2 separate regions of the Mus musculus genome follow, and region 1 is linked to region 2. Evidence: chromatin contacts called from public Hi-C data. All regions are on one chromosome and are shown on one strand. Each heading gives the region's core, a stretch centred on a gene start, on an enhancer-like site or on the middle of the called end of the contact. The rest is flanking DNA. Distances are from core to core; before and after follow the strand shown. Region 1 has its middle 5.7 kb from the start of Gm34428. Region 2 has its middle 23 kb from the start of Gm46842.

Region 1 (6,116 bases), core at 3,381-5,880, 130 kb after region 2:
GTCACTCGAAGGGAGGGCAGGGACAGATCGGAAGCAGCCACTGAACTGTGTGCTGTCGCTTTTGCACCAGAAGGGTATGGGCCAGGAGCCAAATCAATTATTGCTGATCTTCTGGATTTGGGGAGAGGACTGGCGGCTTGATGTGGGAGGGAGGGAGCCCTTGGTGCTGACAAAGGTTATACAGAAACCAGGACCTGTGGGTTTGTACTGCCCCTCCCTGCCATCCAGACAAGGGCAGTTCTTCATGCCACTTCACTCTCAAGGATGCCCTTGGATTAAATCTGATGGCAAGAGGAGGAGGAGGAGGAGGAGGAGGAGGAGGAGGAGGAGGTGAGGGTTAGCAGTCCGCAGCCACTCACCTGCTTTCCTGGTGTGTCAGCTGAGGTCCTGTGCAGGTGACCCAGGATACTCAGTGGGCACAAGTGCACAGACTGTGTGAAGCTGGCAGAGGAAGGAGGCATAACAGCCCCCCCCCCCATTTACTGAAGGCAGAACTGCTAAAGTGTCATGATAAACCTCTATTTCTCCTCTCTATAATTTATTGTCATTGTGGTATATTTTTCTGAGACTGTATAAATCAGAGAAGCATCCTCACATGGACCAGAGATGCAGACTGAGAGCGTTCTCCTGCCAGGAACAATCCTCGGGTTTTGTTTTGTTTTTTTTTTGTTGTTGTTGTTTTTTTTGGGGGGGGGATTACATTTTGCTGAATGCAGAATGTAGTTTTACTTGATAATATAAAAATCTCTTTGTATCTCACCTCATTCTATAACAGATTTCAAATGGGGCTTTGAAGAAGCCATGCCACACTTTAGGTGAAAAATTAAGGATAAAATAACTCAGAAAACGGCTCCCTCCCTGCACACTGCCTGTTGGTAGCCCAGCTAGCAGTTGGTGGCAGCCAAGAGGGATAGTTTCTGTCATGTGTGTGGTTCCGTACACAGGGTTGCCTGATCTCAAACACGGTTGTTTTCCTCTTTACCAGAAAAAAAAAAAAGACTTGGGGCTTCTAAGAAGTGAAGTTTTGTTCTGACATTTAAGGAAGAGCATATGAAAGCCCCATTTTTTCCCCTGAAGTTGAAAGGGATAGGAAATTCAGGTTGATAGTGGAGAGGCATGAAAAGAAAAGTCCTCAACCAGTTTTAACAATGGAAGGTTCCAAATCTTGCGGGATCCAGTTCAGTTATGGTTGCTGAACCGTGGAAGAGGAAAACGCAGTTGTGGGAGGTAGAGTCTGATGTTTCTGTTTAGGCCTCGGCAGTATAGCTAACTTTATTTTAAAGGGAGAATTCTTAGTTTCACCTAAGTCATTTTTTAGCATAATGTTCAGATCTTGACAGTTCAGAAGAGCTTTGCCCCGTCCTCAGGTGCAAGTCAGTGTTCTAGAGGGCGAGCTTGACCCTCATGCAAGCCTCATTTCCCAACCCCGGGACTGTGAACTTGGTAATGCTGTGCAAGGTCGTTCCCAGTGAACAGCCACCATCCAGCTCTGTCACACTGCTGATACAAGCAAAACATCCATAAGCACACGCCTCAGCCACCATGGGTGCAGATGCATGGGAAGGACATGTAGGACACTGACGCCACTTAGTGAACAGGACATGGTGGATCTGCTGCCCTTAGATGCACCAGCAGGGAGGAGGGGGCTGCCCACGCTCAGAACAGGTGGGCAGCCGGAGGAGAATCGCTTTGCTCTCAGCTGGGGAGGGCTTGGTGGAGGAAGCAGGATTTCAGGAGCTGCTGGAATGATTGCAGGAGACAGCTTGACAGGATGGGATGGGGCAGGCGTCCAAGCACAGGGACTCCTGCCCGGAACGAAGGAAATCTTGAAGCAGGGAATATGTGCTCTGCTGAAAGGGCAGTGGGAACGCTTCCAGGGATGGAAGAAGATGAACAGGTGACTCAGATGCTCAGGATGGACGGGGTCCTCCCCTCACACAATTACCTGCTCCTGGGCATTTGGACTTGGTATTGAAAGAGTAGTGTGGGAGGCGGGGGTATTAGCATGGTGGTAGTGCTCACTTAGTGTGCATGAGGTGCTAGGTTTGATCTGGAGAGCAGCAGCATTAAGAAAAATAACACAGAGCTAGGGTGCAACTCAGTGAGAGTGTCCCTAATAGCGTGAATTTCACCCCCCAGCCTAACAGGGAAGAAAGGATGGGTGGAAGGGTAGAGAGAGAGGGAGGAAAGACAGAAGGGCTCTTAATATTGGTTAAAAAATGGGAAACAATTCACCATATACTGAGCATAGCCAGAGTATGGATCAAAACAGGGAGCTTAGTTTACTGTTGGAAATGTTAAAAAGAACAAGGCAGCAGGAAGAATTGGGAGTTGTTTTTAAGAGGAGTCAAAGTAAAAGCTTTCTGTCGAGAAAGAAACAAAACTGTCAGAATTTTCTAGTTCTTTTTACTGATATTGCTGGGCTATCCTCCCCGCCCCCAAACAAAACAAAACAAAATAAAACAACAACAAAAGCCCTGAAAGAATCTTCTTCTCTGTTAACGGTTTGCTGAGAGACTGGCTATGTCCCCCAGACTCTTCTTTTACAGAGCTTTCTGCTACTATAATGAAATACCTGAGCTAACTGACTGAGAAAGAAGAGGTTTATCTTGTCTTAAAGTTCTAAAATTCCAGTCCTGGGTCATATGGCCCCGGAGGTTTGGATCTCTGGCAAGTGGAACACATTGTACACGTTATACACATTATTGCAAAAAAAGCAAAGCCATTCTGTCAGTGTTCTAGTGCTGTGAAGAGACACCATGACCATTGCAACTGTTACAAAGGAAAGCATTTAATTGGGGCTGGCTTAAAGGTTCAGAGGTTTAGTCCATTGTCATCATGGCAGGGAATATGGTAGCATGCAGGCAAGCATGGTGTTGGAGAGTGGCTGAGAGTTCTAGATCCAGACCCAAGGCAGCAGGGAGAGAAAGAGGGAGAGGGAGAGGGAGAGAGGGAGAGAGAGAGAGAGAGAGAGGGAGAGAGAGAGAGAGTGACTGGGCCTGGATTGGGCTTCTGAAACTTCAACACCCACCTCCAGTGCCACAATTCCTTCAACAAAGCCACACCCACTGCCTGCAAAACCTCCCTTCCTAGTCCTTCTAAGTAATCCCTGATGACCTAAGCATTCAACCTCCACAATCACGAGCCATGAAGTCGATCCCCCCCATGACTAGCTAGACTTCCACAATCCATTCTGGAGACTGCCACCTTGACTAAGAACCCCAGTGTGTTCAATCCATGACAGTGTGTAAGAGAAGGGGCTATCCATGTTTATGATGTCACAGGCCAAGAGCTGGTGGTGCTTTGCTTTGCCTATCCATGACTGTGATAAGAACACGCATCCGTATCTCCATCGTCTCTGCTTCTGCATCTGCGTCTCACCTGTCTCAGCCACCTGTTCTGAGTTACCTATTCAAACGGTTTACCCACTTTTGGTAGGCTCCTTGTTGTTTTGTGAAAGTTCTTTGCGTACTAAGGATATGTGTCTCATTTGGTGCAAGGCAGCCATACTTGTCTGTACCCTTGTCAATATTCAGTCAGATTGATTTTCTTAATTTGCCAAGTTAACAATCTAAAGAGAATATTTTGGTATTTTTTTCCTCAGTTGTACTTGCTTCATTAGAAGCTGGAGGGCTTTCCTCATGTGTGTTAGGAAGGCAAACCTTCTTCTTAAGGTGTCCTGCTGCTTACTCTTGGAGTGTACTACCAGTGCTATTTGCTATTCATTCATTCATTCATTCATAAATTCAGCTGCTACATAGAGTTAATCCTATTTTCTATTACTTATTCAGCTTTGCTTGTCCAAGCACCGTTTTCATCTGGTCCTCTCATCATCCGGCCTCACACTCGTGCATGTGGCCAGTGTGTGCTGCACACATGCCCTGCAGCACGGGGAGCCACTGTTGGATCAGGACCACTAATGACAGGCTGAGCCTCAGCATCCAAGGACCTTGCCCTCCAGAGGGCAGAGGGATCATGGCCTTCTCCTGCTTGCCTTCTGCTCTCCCTTCTTGGATTTCCTTTTCCTTTCTCCCCAGTCTCCCCAGCCCTGCCCTTCAGTGTTCTTCCCTCTAGACTTTTCCTCACTCCTGATCTCTCCCTGTTTCCTGTGTGCTTTCCCCAGCTTTGTCCTTCTCTAATCATTCTAGGAAGTTTACAGCATCAAAGGATTTGGCTCCATTTTACAGATGAAAAATACAAATGCTAGGAAATGAGACATATTGAAGTGGCTCAGTGAGGGCGTGGCAGAAATGGGCTTAGGACCCAGAGCATTTGGCCGCAGAGTCTGCACTTGAGTGCCCTGTTAATAAGCTCTGAGAGGATGGAATTTCAGAGTGTATGATCTGTGCCTGGGGGGAGAGGCACGGAGCTCATGGCCAGAGTTGGCACTATTCTTTGCTCCCTAGTTCCTCTGGGCCAACCCCCAGGCCACCTGCGGCACCTGGTTGGCACCTGTCTTCATTCCGCTCCTGTGTTTCAGTCCTTATGTGGTAGGTCTGCTGTGTCCTGCCCGCACCCAGGGAGGCATTATTACTTTGCAAACAAAACATGTTCGGCTCTCCCTGGAAGATAGGCTGTCCGCAGAGACTTCCTGCAGACTGCTGTGCTCATCGTGGCTCAGGATTCTTGTAAACTGCTGTCACAGAGGGTGGCACTTCCTGCCAGAGGGAACCGTGTCCTCTCTGTGACCTTGGTCTTATTATCCCTCGTTGTCCGTCTTCCAGTCCCTTCCCCCACTGCACTGAGGCCCTTGTCCTTGCCACAACAGGTCACCTCAGGCGGGAGAGAGAAACCATGTCATTTGGAGGTGACAAGGGACACACTGACATTGCAAAGCAGGCCATGTTCCTGACTGTGTTCACTGACCACCCAGATCCTTTCCCAGAACCAATGAAAGCCAAAACGTATCAGTTACTAAATTCAGAAACAGTCGGTTATTTTACCAACACACAAAGGTGGAAAGAGCTGGCAGCTTCCTTTCTGCTTCTGTAAGAAAACCTTTTTGAAATCACAGGCTTCTTGCCTCCAGCTGGAGCTGAAGTGCTGCAGGGACCTCATCTTAGCCTGCCCTGGCTGCTGTCCCTCCTTCCCCAGCTCCAAGCTGCCTCTTGCCTCTAGCGCAGAAATCTCCATGGCTTGCTACCACAGTTCTGTCCCTCCTGACTGGCCCTCTGGTCATTCTCTTTTGGGGCTTTAAGAGGGGGCAGGAACTGAGAAGCAGATTCAAATGGCTTTCAGAGTGGGGCAAAACCTTTCTCATGAAGAAATAAAAGAACAGACATTAATAGCTTGGAAAACAATGGTAATATTTAATTAACCTTTGGAAATGGCTGCTCTGCACATCTGCATGCGTCGGCTCATCCTCAGAACAGAGGCACTGTGTATGCCCAGGCCAAGATCAACACACTGGGCCACGCATTTCCTCCACTGGGATTTCACAGGGGGAAAAAGTACCAACATATCCCCCTCCCCCCTCCTCCCGAATCAGTTGTTTTACTTTTAAAAAATTCATGTGATCCAGCTGCCCCATAGAGGTTGAACATGGCCTGTTGTGCTGCACATCTGAGGGCCCCAGGTTGAAGGCTGGCTCCTTTCCTTGTCATTGTAGCAGACAGGCTCGGGGCCTCCTGGGGGATGGAAGGTCAGTTCTGATGACAGCAAAAATCAGCTCGATGTGCATGGAGTTCTCCCAACACGGCATGCATCCAGAGGACACGGGGAATTAGACTCATCTGCAAGTGTCAACTCACAGCTTCTTCCGTGGCTTTTTTTCTTCTTGCAAAGGTGGTGTGCTCTGATGGTTTGTGAAGTAGTGTCACCTAGGGAGCAAGAAGGTTGACTCATTAGCATATCACCTGGTTAAAGTAGATCAATGTTGATGGAATTGTTTAAGGTATTCCCCATCGTCCGACCAGTGAACCATGCTGATCAACCTGTTAGTTCTACCACGGCTAAATGCCAACCCTCCCCTTCCACTCTGGTTTGTAACTGCTTTGGGGTGTACGGGTCTCCTGGCAGAAGCCTGAGCCCAAACGTGAGGACTGATGAATGTGTTTTCTTTATCAATAGCTAAGGAAGGAAAAATTAGAGAGGGTAATATTTTTCTCTTTGGCATG
Region 2 (6,893 bases), core at 2,958-5,457:
CCACCCAGACCCTCTGATGGGGATGCTGTTACCACTCCTATTTTATAGGTGAGGAAATGGGGTCAGGACTGTCAGCTGACTTTTGGAGAAATGCTAGACTAGAAAGTGGTAGAGGAAGTACTCAGATTAGGACCCCATAGAAAAGGCTGGTATGGTTTAGTGGTAGAATGCTTGCCTAGTATGTCCAAGGTCCTAAGTTCAATTTTCAGCACCACGGGGGAGAGAAATGAGCAGATTTCTTGCTTCCATCTTATTGAGGTACACCCTGGATGCAGCCCAGTGTGTCAGAGTTCTTGATCACAAATTGAGTTGACATTTTAATCATGAAGATGAGCCTTAGGAGTAGTCACCAAGTGTTGCGTCCAACTCGACCAGCAAGGAAAACACAACCACCGGTTCTTCTTAAAGCAGTTTACTCAGGCAGCTTCTCTCTTCAAATCCCCCGCACCTCGGGGTACAAGCGTTTTTATCCACTCAAGCCACAACCACGCCTCAACCAATCACCACAGGTCACATCACCTCACCAGGCAGGCTTGAGCAGCCAATCAGGGATTAAGGGCGAGCCATCCACCAAATATGGGCTTGTTTACTGCCTGGCACAGATTTCCATCCGGCTGGCCAGGGAGTCATGAATGGCTTCCCACAATTCCCCCTTTTATATTCTTTTGAAGCAAGCTCCATGGGTGAAGATAGAGGTTGGATCCCCAGTGTGCAGAAATAGGGGCCATGTACAGGATTGACTCTTAGGCTCACAGGTTTTTACCCAGAGCAACCCTGACCTGCTCCCGTGCCGTTTATCCTGGGGGAAGGACACTAGGACACTCAACCATCATGCAATCAGACATACCTCCCAGAGATCGTCAAACAGCTCCAGACTAACCTCTGTGCAGTGCTTAGCCTTACAACCCTGTGGAGCGATGGCTTCATTGTTCATTCTTCATGGCAACAAGCCAAATCTGAGGTGGCGGCCCTGCTTCCACTGTGGCAAAAGCTTGCACCACCATGGCGGCAGTGCGGACCTGGGCATTCTGCAACCAACACATACACCATACACACAACATGCATTCCAAAACAAGGGCCACAGCGAGGGCACCTATCCCAGCTCATTCTTTCCCAATGCCAACCCAGGATCCACTCGGGTAGAATTCACAGTGACAATCGCCGAGCAAAGCTCATTCATCTTGCCATCAAAATTTGCAGTCCAATTTCTTAACAGGAATTTCTTAACAGGAAGCATCATGACGAAGAGGCATCGGCCTGGGAAACACCGACAGTATCCCCCATCTGGGTTCTGCACCCATCAGGGCAGACACATGCTCATCACCAGCAAGATCAGCTTCTTCATTTTGACAGCGCCGCACTAGCTGCTCTGGCACACACACTAGCTCTGTGCGATTCTGTGGAAACATGTAAACAGACCCTCTCGCCCAGGCCAACACGGGATCCGGACCATTCCATGATCCTATAAGCACATCCTTCCATTTAGCATACCCCAGTTTACTGGGGCTGGTATTAGCATGTTGTTCAGCAGCAGAGCTGACCTTCCTTATCCAACTGTAAAAATTTTAACGTTAAAAAGAGTCTTATCTTTGGGGTATGGTCATAGCCTATTCCCCTTTTTGTTTTATTAATAATTCTTTTAAGGTTCTATGTGCTCGTTCAATGATTCCTTGGCCTTGAGGATTATATGGCAGGCCGTTTTTAACTTGTACTTCCATCTGTTGACAAAAAGACACCAGGGTTTTGGCATTATATGCAGGGCCATTATCTGTTTTAAGTTGTTGGGGTTTTAATTTAACATTTGAGATCTTCAAATAGGGCCGAATCCAGTTGATATCGCCTAACAATTTCTGAAAATCATTTAAAGTATGCAAGGAATCAACCCTCAACTGTATCTTTTGAGGCCAAACGGCCGTAGGGGCGATCCTTGCTCCTAAATAGGACACTATTTTCAACAAATCCCTACCCCATAGGTAAAAGGCAGATCAAGCACATGTGGTTGAAACATCCCATCATGCCCTTCCTTATCTTTCCAAGGGAGCATCCTGGCACTTATGTCTGAGCTCTTTGCATAGCCCAGGCCTTGTAATATTTGTTCTGGCTCCTGAATCGGCCATCCTTTTGGCCAGTCCTTAAACCAAAAGGCAGTAAGAAAAATTACCCAAATGGCTAGAAAAAGAAAGTAATCCATAGACTGTCCCTATTACCCTCTTACTTTCACTTTCTCTTCTCCAGAGCTGGAGAGCCTTATTGTCTCTTACCAAGAGCCTTATTGTCTCTTTACCGAGAGCCTAATTGTCTCTTTACCAAGAGCCTTATTGTCTCTTTACCAAGAGCCTAATCCCAAACCCGGGATGGTGAGTTACTTACCGTATTCATCCTGCCAACAGACCCTGACTGCAGAAAGTTCTGAACCTCTTCGGTGGGGGAGTTGGTTCCCGGGTTTCGGCACCACTTGTTGCATCCAACTTGACCAGCAAGGAAAACACAACCACCGGTTCTTCTTAAAGCAGTTTACTCAGGCAGCTTCTCTCTTCAAATCCCCCGCACCTCGGGGTACAAGCGTTTTTATCCACTCAAGCCACAACCACGCCTCAACCAATCAACACAGGTCACATCACCTCACCAGGCAGGTTTGCTCAGCCAATCAGGGATTAAGGGCGAGCCATCCACCAAATATGGGCTTATTTACTGCCTGGCACAGATTTCCGTCCAGCTGGCCAGGGAGTCTGGAATGGCTTCCCACAACCAAGTCCATGTTTAAAGACCATTACAGCTGTATGAGGAGGCTACTCAGTGAGTTCTCCCAGTCACCCCAAGTGCTTTTCTGTCCTATTACTGAACAGCAAATCCATTTCTCCCTCACAAAAATATCAGCGATTTCACTGAAAATCCATACCACACACTGACTTCTGGCCATTTACCCATTTATTTTTTTTTAATTTTTATTTATTTATTTGGCCCTTCTCCTAAAGGCAAGAAGGTCATGAAAACATGCAGATGCAATGGAAGAGTTTCTGCCTTGCCAGGTGGAAACTTCCTTCCTCATTAATTATGATCTCCAAACAAAACCCAGACTTCCAGGATCACAAAAGAAAATGGCTGCCAGGTGTCACCAAGTTCATACCCTGCCCCTGGCCATCACTCTCCATGGGAGAATCCAACCCATTCTGATTGCGTGTTAGCACATTATGTATGTATACATCAGATCATTGGGTTGAATACCAAAAATGTGCCTTTTTTTAAAAGGGGGAAGTATTTTTGGCAATGCCATCTGATTTAATTTAAAATTAAGAGTTTTTTTGTTTTGTTTTGTTTTGTTTTGTTTTTTGTTTGTTTGTTTGTTTTTTCACCAGGCATTGTGGTGCACACCTTTAATTCTAGCACTTGGGTGCAAAAGCAGACAGCTCTCTGTGAGTTTGAAGCTAGCCTGGTCTACAAAGAGAGTTCCAGGACAGCTAGCTCTACACAGAAAATCCGTGTCTCGAAAAACCAAAAGATAAACTTAATTGTTTTTGGTTTTGTTTTTCTATGTTCATGGTTGTGCAATGTGGGACTTCATTTAGCTGCTCTGCCATTCTTACAGGAATCTGAGTAAGCTGCACCTGAGTTAACTATCTTTATCATTGCTCTATGAAATACCTGACTAAAGTTGCTAAGGGAATGGAAGAAACATTTGTTTTGGTTTACATATTCAAGTGGCTGAAATCCATCATGTCAGCGACAGCCTGGTAGAGCGACACCTAAGTCAGGTTGCTTCTGTAGTCAGGGAACAGACAGATGGATGCTGGCAGTCAGATAGCTTTCTCCTCTCTGTTCAGTCTAGAACCAAGCCCATGATGGTACTGCCTAAGGTAGGGTGTGTCTTCCCTAATCTAGAACCCCTTTTACAGATGAGCCCAGGGGCCTGTCTCCTAGGTGATCTTAGATCCTGCCAAGTTGACAATCAGTATTAGCCATGCCAGGTTATGTATAAGATTGGTGACCCTCAGAGCCCATTTTCTGACCTCTTTCACTCAATAGTAGAAGCTATTCTATGTGAGTGGTACCACCCTGATAAAGAATACATCCACACAGATAGAATAGGTCAAAGAGAAGCTTGGTGAGAAGGAAAGCTGATGCAACCGAGGTCCACAGTGAGTGTTTCAGAGAAAGCAAGTTCCCATTTCTTTGATTATGAGGAGTCTGATGTAATCAGCCAGCTACCACAGGATGTCTGCTCCTGCTGGGCACGCGGCCATGGTGACTTTCAGGCTTGGTCACTGCAGTGAGGAAGCTGGAGACTCAGGCAGATAAGGATGTGTTCATGTTGCTTAGCTGTGCATGGCTTCTCTGCCCCTCTCCATGGCCCTTTATGAACACACTGAACAAGTACTGGGATGCTGGAGACAGTGGCTCAGTGATAGAGAATAGACCTTCATGTCTACTGTAGTGAGAAGAGCCTTTCCACCATCAGAGACTTTGAGTGATCATTAACACCACTCTCAGGGATCAATCCACAGTCTTCAACAAATGTTGTCACCAAATATTAACTATTTTTCTTTAATAGTTCCTTACCACATGGCCAAGCAATTACCCATTGTCTGTCTGTATAACCTAATCACACTTTCTGTTTTGCTATAGTGTAAGTGTGAAAACTGGTAATTATATCTGCTATTCACTGTTGGTGATCCATTGGATCAAGGCGTCAGGCTCGAGAAGAAGAATGGATTCTGCTGACTCAGTCCATTGGAGACTAATGGAGCCCTGCCTAAAGCTGTTATCACCTGGGGCAAGACATGACAAGACGACCAAATTTGGTATGTGTTATCCCCACACCAGAAAGTTCTTTCTTATGGGCCATATGATACAACAAACAGTACTTTTCTTCTTCTTTTCTTTAAAAAAAAAAAATGTGCATTGGTGTTTTGTCTGCATGTGTTTGTGAGATGGTGTTGGATGCCCTGGAACTGGAGTGAGTGACAATTGTAAGTTGCTATGTAGGTGATGGGAATTGAACCCGGGTCCTCTGGAAGAGGAGACAGTGTTCTTGACCTCCAGGCCATCTCTCCAACCCCCAGCTCTTTTCGCTTGAGGACATGTGCCTTCAGACCTTGTGGTCCTCCCAGGAAACATAATGCCCTCAGAGGTAGCTACAGATTCCTATGAAAATAAAATCTAGGTATTACCTTTCTGTTACTATTTTTAAAATACCCGAGGAACCAGGAAGGGGTGATGGTGGGCAGGAGTAAGGGTGCTATGTTCTTTAGACTACTTCCCGCTGACTGGGGTCTCTGCCCCGCCCCCTCATGGCTCCCTCTCTGCCTCTACCCTTTCCCAGGTCCTCACTCCTCTTCTCTTCCCCCAACAAGCCCCCTTATAAAAGGAAAATAAAATACCCTCAATAAAGGAGTGTATGACAAGCAGAGGTTTAGTTCAGGTCACTGTCCTTGGGATTCTGAGCTCTCTGTCCATGTTTGTCTGGTCCACACCTTTGCAGGGTTATGGCAAAGGAGCACATCACAACAGTAATGTGCCAAGAACAAAGCCACTGGAAGGTGGCAAAGGCTAAACACTGACGAAGGAAAAGGAGAGGACTAGGGGCCCATGAATCCCTTCATAGACACACTCTCAGTGATCAAAAGACCTTCCATGGGGCCTGCCTTCTAAGGATACTGCCGTAGCACCATGACTAGGAGACTAAGCCATATGTTCTTAATCATCATTGCTCTTCCCACAATGTGGGGCAAAGGTTCTATGGTTGAAGAATTAGTGTATCTGTCTCTTACAAAGATATAATGGCACCAATATTTCTTGCTCACTGGGTCCCACCCTAGTGATATTATTAATGTAATCATCCAGTTATTAATGTAACAATCCTATGTGATATCTTTTGTAAAGTGAATTAATTAGTGTTGAAGAGTTACTGGTGTCCCCCAGCCAGACAAAACAAACTTCTTTCAATGATTTCTATTAACATGGAGAAGAAAAAATTTTGAGATAAGTACCTTTCCAGAAGAAGTGCCTTAGCTAAATTGGTTTATTTCAGTGGAGAGACCCCACATCCAGTTCAGTAATGGCAATTCAATCAGCCGTGTTATTAATCACTTAATAATCCTCTAGCACTTAAACTGGCAGAACATTCCGGGGCCTGACCCTACTTATAGAGCTCATTACAGGTCTAAAAGGGCTATAGGTTTGCAGCATGATATCCAGGTTTGCTTAAACAAAGAACCAGCAATAGCCTGCCAAGGAAGGGTAGGTGTGCTTCCGTGGTGTGCAGGGAAGATTTGGGGAGCTAGAATATCCTGGCCCTCTGAAGAGCCCACTGGACTTGCCATTTGGATTTGCAGGCCTTGACTCCCAGTCAGTACGCTGCGTGTTGTACATGAGAGCTAGGAAAACCAAATTCATTATCATGCAGGATCCAACTCTGAGTCTGCCTTTGTCCACGTGGGGCCTATGTAAGAAATAAAAAGTGGAACTGTCTCACATTTAATGACTATGTTTCGAACCTAATAATGGACATATTTTAACTTTCTTTACGTAGTTTACCATTTAAGAGACATTAACCCCATGCTGAAATGCTCATCACTGGAGTCTACCACTTTACATGCATGCCACAAGACCTGTCAGATCCACAGCATCATTATTTTCTCAAATCAACCCCAAGTAGCCTGATAATCAAGCCCATATTTCTTCATTGTGTGAGATCTGTTTCCTATAACTACTGCTGGCTCCAATTTCCCCATCTGTGAATATTCTTAGTTGCAAGCAGTGGAGATTTACTATAGTTGGTGTAGGGAAAATAAAAACTCATTTAAAAGGATATCATATGGGCCAATGAAATGGCTCAGTAGCTAAAGGCACTTGCTGCTAAACCTGATGACATGAGTTCAATTCCCAGAACCCAC

The links. Hi-C and Micro-C count contacts between places; a contact is called where the count stands out from the background.
Region 1: a contact with region 2 is called in a Hi-C map of CD8 T cells, with 1.6 times the contacts expected there. The contact joins two enhancer-like sites. A contact is called at or near these places in 2 of 15 datasets of contacts at CTCF or cohesin (large pre-B cells and pro-B cells), 24 of 484 Hi-C or Micro-C datasets (B cells, CD4 T cells, CD8 T cells and 18 more), 11 of 115 datasets of contacts at active chromatin or transcription factors (CD8 T cells, bone marrow-derived macrophages, embryonic limb bud and 8 more) and 2 of 9 other capture datasets (embryonic stem cells and embryonic tail).

What each region holds. Positions count from the first base shown.
Region 1 is chr4:9,011,246-9,017,361 of GRCm38.p6, forward strand. No RefSeq gene overlaps it. Among named protein-coding and RNA genes, the nearest start is that of Gm34428, 5.7 kb to the left of the region's middle. Within about 2 kb of position 4,631, at least 93 of the 459 cell types and tissues checked have an H3K27ac peak or open chromatin away from gene starts, as enhancers often do. A contact at or near this core is called in CD8 T cells, where this site is marked.
Region 2 is chr4:8,884,309-8,891,201 of GRCm38.p6, forward strand. No RefSeq gene overlaps it. Among named protein-coding and RNA genes, the nearest start is that of Gm46842, 23 kb to the right of the region's middle. Within about 2 kb of position 4,208, at least 27 of the 459 cell types and tissues checked have an H3K27ac peak or open chromatin away from gene starts, as enhancers often do. A contact at or near this core is called in CD8 T cells, where this site is marked.